Regions from separate parts of the Ovis aries genome. Here region 1 is linked to region 2. Evidence: chromatin contacts called from public Hi-C data. All regions are on one chromosome and are shown on one strand. The core of a region is the stretch at or near the end of the contact, and the rest is flanking DNA. Distances in the headings are between cores, read along the strand shown.

Region 1 (3,753 bases), core at 3-2,502, 260 kb before region 2:
AAGAACAGGGATTTGAACTGGGTCTTGAAAACTGTTTTGGTCTAAAGCAGAAAGGGCAAACAGGGCCTGTGGTATTCGAATTGGTGGATGTGAACTTCAGTCAAAACTTCAATGTAGCAAAGCTAAATTTAGGTTAAAGCATGTCCTTCCTTAAAGGGAAACTGTCATAACTCAAACAAGCAAATTTATTAAGGGAAAGATGTCCATAGAAGCTTCCACTATGGGAACAACCAAATGAGCAAATAGGAAGCGCCAGAAATTATTCTGGAAGTAGTCTCTATTATGAGTGAAAGTGTTAGTCCCTCAGTCTGACTCTTTGCAACCCCATGGACTGTAGCCGGCCAGGCTCCTCTGTCCAAAGAATTCTCCAGGCAAGAATACAGAAATGGGTTGCCATTTCCTCCTCCAGGGGATCTTCCTGACCCAGGGATTGTACCCACTTCTGCACTGCAAGCGGATTCTTTATCATCTGAGCCACCAGGGAAGCCCCTATCATGAAGAGAAGGCCAAATACCTTAAAACTGGTGTAATGGCAAATACCAAGGATATGCAGGCTCTTAGACCAGAAAAGAAGTGTGGCTTGCAGGACTACTGATCTTAAAATACTAGGCAACATGAAGCAGGCAAATTTCCTTGTTCTAAATGGAGATTACAAACAGCTCATTTAATCAAGCCAATAAACCAAGTCATATTCCTTTCTGAAATCCGAGATGCCATGTTTATCATAAAAAAATAAAATTAAAAAAAAAATTCCTTCCCTAACAATTATCAGAAAAAGATGTTTCGGAGTGGGGCGGGAAATCTACTGTAAACATTCAAAAAAAAAAAAAAAAAGACAAAGCTAAAAGGGCAATGAAATATAGACTTCGCTAGGACCGCTGTTTTGGTCACTATTGTGACCCCGCGAAACAAATTCAATTAGGGCGAACTCTCTGCTCTCCGCGGCAGAGCCAAGGAAAAGGGAGAAGTCTTAAGAAAGTTGACCCCGGGGGAGTTGGTGAAGGGTGCTGTCAGTCCGCAAAACGCCAAAGGCTCAGAGAAGGGGTCAGCGCAGGGGCAGGAGTGGCACTGGCGCGGAAAGGTGGGCTGCGCGAGGAGTTTACAGACGGGTGCGGCGACAGTGTTGTCACGAAGCTGCCTCCCCCCTCCCGGCCTCGGGCCCCAGTCACTCACATGCGAGGCCCGCGCCCCCTCGGGCTCCTCCCGCCTCGGGGACAGCAAGCCGCCGGGCGAGGAGGATAGGCCGACAACTTCCTACTTCCGGGCGCGCAACCCGGAAGCAACTCCCACTCCACAGACGAGGCCGCGCTCCTTCTTCCCGCCGGAAGCTTCCGCCAGAAGTAGAACAGGCGATGTCTCGGAGAACTTGGGAACTATCACGAGATCTGGAGAGCACGGCTTCTTGCTCCCCCTGGCGGCCAGTTCTTCCCTCTCGGTCTTCTGCAGTCCTCGCCAGCGGTCTCTTTGTGAGCCAATGCCGACTTCATCGCTGAACTAATTCACTCAATGAGTATTTGTTGAGCCTCCTACTATGTGACAGGCAGCGTGTTAGGCATTAAGAGAAGGAAGTGGGAGGGATAACGTAAGAAATCTAAAAGAAAGGCAGACAAATAGATCACTCAAATTTAGGCACGGCACACTCATTACTCTTTATACACTTTATACACTCTTTATACACTCTTTATACTCTCATTAATGTTTACTCTTCGCCACACATTACAAAGGACTTTATATTCGTGAAACTTCTTCAACAACCTTCATTTACCCTCTTACTAACCAAGCTGAAGTTTATGGGAAGGTTAAATTGCTCGAGATTCGCGTCTGCCTGTTGGAGAAGGCAATGGCACCCCACTCCAGTACGCTTGCCTGGAAAATCCCATGTATGGAGGAGCTTGCTGGGCTGCAGTCCATGGGGTCGCTAAGAGTCAGATACGACTGAGCGACTTCACTTTCACTTTTCACTTTCATGCAATGGAGAAGGAAATGGCAACCCACTCCAGTGTTCTTGCCTGGAGAATCCCAGGGACGAGGGAGCCTAGTGGGCTGCCGTCTATGGGGTCGCACAGAGTCGGACACGACTGAAGCGACTTAGCAGCAGCAGAGTCTGCCTGCAGTGCGGGAGACTTGGGTTCGATCCGTGGGTTGGGAAGATCCCCTGGAGAATGAAATGGCAACCCACTCCAGTAATCTTGCCTGGAAAATTGCATGGACTGAGGAGCCTGGTAGGCTACAGTCCATGGGGTCTCAAAGAGTCGGACACACCCAGCGACTTCACGTTCGCTGTGCTCAGATTCTGATCTGGAACACGCCCTGTGTGAATGTTGAACTGAACTGGATAAGGCATGCCTGCTCAGTCATGTCTTACTGTGACCCCATAGCCTGTAGCCCTCCAGGCTCCTCTGTTCATGGAATTCTCCAGGCAAGAATACTGGAGTGAATTGCCATTTCCTACTCCAGGGGATCTTCTTGACCTTGGGATTGAACTCCTGTCTCCTGCATTGCTGGCTGATTCTTTACCACTATGCCACCTGGGAAGCCCAACTGCATAAGGACAGGGTCCCTAACATAGGTTATTGACAGTCTACTTGGTGAGAAGAAAATCGGAGACAAGCATTTAGACAGTGATGGAATGTGGCACCAAATTAAAGATCAAGAAGAGAGAAGGAGAGTCTCCTACAGACAGGATGAGTAGACAGGAGATGGAACAGGGGAGATTGGGTGAAGTTTGGTAAAGCACTGCAAGGGAAAAGACTAGCTTGGGCAGAAGACTGAAAGTGGGAATGCTGATTCCACATATAAGGCTTGGATAATAAAGTAGTCCAAAATCTGACTGGAGAAGTCAGTGAGCGGTCAATGATGAAGGGCCTTCAAGCTCAGGCCAAGTGATTTGGGATTTTAATAGGCAAAGAGAAACCATTTAATACTTCATGGCAATATCTTATAGCATTTCAGAGGAGGGCTTTGGCTGCTGTGTGTAAAATAGATTACTAGAGGGAAACCAAAGGGCAGGGAATCTCCAGCAAAGGAGCTTCTGAACTAATCCTGGTGTTAAAGGTCTGAAGCAGCAGTGGGAATGGGAAGAAAGGAATACAGTTTGGGGACCTTTGGAAAAAAGAGTTGACATGTTTGATGATGTGTCATTTACAGGGAGCAGAGATAAAGAGGATGATCCTTAGGATTCCAGCTCAAAAATGATGTTATAATTTTGTTTTTAATAAGGGGCATTTACTCAGAAGGCACATTAAACTTAGATACAGAATAAATGAAGTACAAGCTGCAATCTAATAGTGAACTTAGAACAGGAATCTAGGCCTCTTTGTCAATTCTGCCCTGAAGTCACTGACACGTAATGTTCTCTTGGGAATAAAAAGTCCAACCAAAGCTGAGCTTCTTGAGTAAGGATTTTGGAATGAGCCAGCAAGGTGCTGTCTTATGCTTCTGTTAAACCCCAATGCATCTTCACCATGCCCTAAGCCTCCCAAGATATGTAGCAAGGAACTACGTAAGGTCCCGAGGAAGGAAACTCAGATAACAACAGACAGGACCAACAATGAAAACTTTTCCATCCAGCTCAAAGGCCATAAAGAGGGCACGAACACAAGACTGCAGGAAGTGTAAATTAATTATGCCTTACATTAGTCTTTCACCAGTCTAAAATGTAAGTTTCTTTTTTTTTAATAAGTTTATTCATTTACTCATTTTGTTCATTTATTTATGGCTGTGCTGGGTCTTCATTCCCGCACAGGCTTTTCT
Region 2 (3,423 bases), core at 164-2,663:
TCCATGGTGACCGACCAGTTGACTCAAGCCAGCTCCCAATGTGAGGAGGTACTTTCAAAGTAATCCCTGATGACACCAAACGCTCCCCACCCAGTCCTTAATGAAAAGAAAAAACAAGGGCAAACCTTGAGCAGGAATTTGCATCAGTTGATATTCCAAACCTCCTGGAGTGTGTGGAGTCTCAGCTAGAGTTGCATCTAGGAGGTCGCAGGCCTAACAGCCCCCTCCAGGCAAGCTGGTCCCCCCTCCCCAGAGACAGGGCACTCTCCCCGCTCCCTGAGAAGGATCACAGCGCCATCAGGAAGGTCCGCTTCTGAGGCTGGGGGTGGGGAGAGAGCAGGAGATTGACTTGGCCAGCAGCATGTCCGGGCCGGACTGTCCATGGGCCTCCTTGGACAGCATGCTCAGGTCTTCCCCACAACCACACTTATCACACACTAGGCTTTCTCCTCAATGCATTCCATACGTAGCTCTTTTTAAAATTCTATTTTTATTTTTGGTTGCAGCGGGGCTCCGTTCAGTGCACAGGCTTCCTCTGGTCGCAGAGAACAGGAGCTGCTCGCTGCCCTGGCCTCTCGTCGGGGAGCACAGGCTCTAGGCACAAGGCGTCTTAGATGTGGCCCCCATGTGCTTGTGGCGCACGGGCGTAGTTGCTCCAAGGCACGCGGAGTCTTCCCCAACCGGGGATCCTGTGTCCCCTGCACTGGCAGGCGGATTCTTGTCCACTGTGCAGCCAGGGGAAGTCCCACACACAGCCAGGAAGGTAGGCCAAATTATTTCTGCCGTTCTACAGGCGGGGAAACTGGAGCCCAGGAATGTTGACTGTCTCACCTGTAACCACTTGGAAGTGGCCAGGCTGGTTGGAACCTGGGTCCCGAGGCCATTCTCTGAGTCTAGAGCTATGTGGACTTTAGTGTGTGCCCTTCCTACCCCTTGAGAGTGCCACCACCGCCTCTCCAGCACCACCGCCCATGCTTCATGCCTCCAAGTCACCACTATCTGCGTGGACTTCGCACTCTGCCCCTGTGGACCCAGAAGAAGTGCTTCCTCGTAAGAGCACATCGCCCAGTTTTATAGTTTCCTCCTAGACTCTTTGGCAACACCTGAGCCTGCTGCTTCCCTCTTCCCCATCCCCACACTCAGTCACCCTCACACACTCAGAATTACACTAGTCTCTCTCACACACACACTAGACATACACATTCACAGACGGACACACAGAAGCGGTGATGACATTCACACACACATAAGAGCCGCTCAGCTCTGTGACGGCTAATGGGATGAGAACTACTTTCTAGAAAATCCTGCCTGACTTTCCTTAAAGCCCTTTTTCCCAGCCCCTGGAGCTCCAGGCTTCTCCCTCGTTTCATATTTCATGAGTCACTCTCGCTCCGAGGACCACGCCCCCCTTCCTGCGCCCACAGGCAAATCTGGATGTTCTTCCCCGTGCTGCCACCTTGTGACCCGAGCCCAGAACTGTGGGCTCTGTGCCCAGGGGAGACCCGCTTCCCCAGGAGGTTCCAGGAGCCCGGCGGGCTGTTAGGAGAGGTCTACATCCAACTGTCCATCTGCAGACGGGCAAGCCGAGTAAACCAAGTTGCCCTCTTCCTCCAGCTGGTTGTCAAGGGCACAGTCAGCTGGCATGGCAGATGAGAGGGTGGGCCCCACGGACCAGTGCGTGTCAGGCTTGAGCTCACAGACGTGCGTGTGACCGGCTCTCACCTCACTCGCTCCACTCGGGGACACTTCCAGGCCTCTCTGGCTTTGGTGAGGCGGCAGCCCGGGTGTGCCCCCTCCTTCCCTCCTTGAGCCCAGAGCCAGTGTGTTTCAGGCAGAGTGATTTCAGCTTGTCTCTTTTACTCAGTTTTATTTTTGGCCCTCTGGTGCAGTGATGAGTCAGCCCTACTCCCCAGATGCCATCACCGTGCCCGGCTAGGCCCCTCTTCTGTATTTCCCTTCACTCCCATCCCCCCGCAGCACAGGCAGCCATTCTAGCGTAGCCTTCTCTTTGTCTGTATTCTAAGTGCAGGGTTTGTAGGTGTGTTACCGCACCGCATAGCCTGCTGCAGCCTTACTCTTTCGTTACCATTTTCCTGTTATTTAAAGTGTTTGGGGGAAGGGTTATAATAGACACAACCTATTCCAGAGTGGAAGTGCCTTACACTGAGACTCTGTATTAGTGATCATGGAAGTGACTGCACTTTTTCACTGATTTGTGTTTCCTCGAACATAACCTCAGGATTGTGGGTCATGGGCACCCCCACTGGGCAAGGCTGCCCAGAGGCCTGGATCCTCACCCTCAGCTCTGCCTGAGACCCCCTGCAGGTTTTTCACTCTCTGACCTGTGGATTCCTCATCGTTAAACAGCCCTTAAACTAAGGCCCTTGGAAAGACCCATCTACCTTAAATGGTCTTTGACACTCAGAAAGGTGCTGTCTAGGAGTCACCAGCCCTGGAATTCTTACCCTGAAGCCAGACAGCCTAGGTTCCAGTTCCAGCCTCCCCATTTGCTGCCATGTAATACTGGGCAAGTTACTTAACTGTGTCTTTCTTTTTTAACTTGAAGATAGTAATACCTACTCTCTGAGGGTTGCAGTGAAGATTAAATCAATTAAATTAGGTGAACAGTGCTGGGCACCCACTAAGCATTCATTAATGATTACTGGAGGTTTTTTTTATTTTGTTTTAAATTTTATAATAGCCCTATGTTCCTATTTTACAGATGACAAGACCAAGGCTCAGGGAGCCAAGTAACATGCCCAGGCTTACATAACAGTATTACTAGGAGCTAAATCTAGGTCTCCCAACTCTGAATGCTATGGTCTTCCCACCAGACAAAGCCTCAGGACTTCAATGTGCAACCTGGAGACATTATGCAAAACCTTCTTGATACCAGTCTGAGTGACAAGAGGTGACCCAGCCCACTGCACAAACAAGTCCTGGCCCTGGCAGTCTTCATTCCTCACTGGCATCCTGTTCCTTTACACCCACTTGCCCTCTCTGACAAAGACACTGCTTCCTTTAGGGTTCTGTGGGTATCCACATAGCCTCTGAATCAATGTGAACCACAGTGCCAGCCCTGTTAATAGCAGACACAAAACTGAGATGTGCTGGAAGAGCTTGGGGCTAAGGAGTCAGGCCTGGGTTCTAGTCCTGGCTGTGGCATTTCCTCACTCTGGGAGGAAATTTTCCTTCTCTAAACCTCAGTTTCCACATCTGTGCAGTGGGAATAGCAACTGTTAAAAGTTGTGTGAGGACTGTTTGTGTGACTATTCCGATCTTAATAAAATACGAACATTTGCCTGACCACTGTCTAACAGAAAGTTCCTGTTAAAAATCCTGATGCCAGGATTTCCCCAGTGGGTCCAGTGGTTGAGAACCCACCTACCGTGAGGCAACCAAGCCTGTGCACCACAACTGAGC

Evidence for each region. A called contact is a pair of places that touch in the nucleus more often than the background predicts.
Region 1: a contact with region 2 is called in a Hi-C map of blood, with 3 times the contacts expected there. The contact joins the promoter of C20H6orf89 here to the enhancer-like site in region 2. A contact is called at or near these places in 2 of 16 Hi-C or Micro-C datasets (blood and skin fibroblasts).

Annotation. Positions count from the first base shown.
Region 1 is chr20:10,884,949-10,888,701 of ARS-UI_Ramb_v3.0, reverse strand. C20H6orf89 (chromosome 20 C6orf89 homolog) reads right to left here and starts at 1,252. Exons shown (of 9, transcript XM_060403145.1): 1 at 1,174-1,252.
Region 2 is chr20:10,625,936-10,629,358 of ARS-UI_Ramb_v3.0, reverse strand. No RefSeq gene overlaps it. Among named protein-coding and RNA genes, the nearest start is that of SRSF3, 19 kb to the right of the region's middle. Within about 2 kb of position 1,413, at least 38 of the 54 cell types and tissues checked have an H3K27ac peak or open chromatin away from gene starts, as enhancers often do.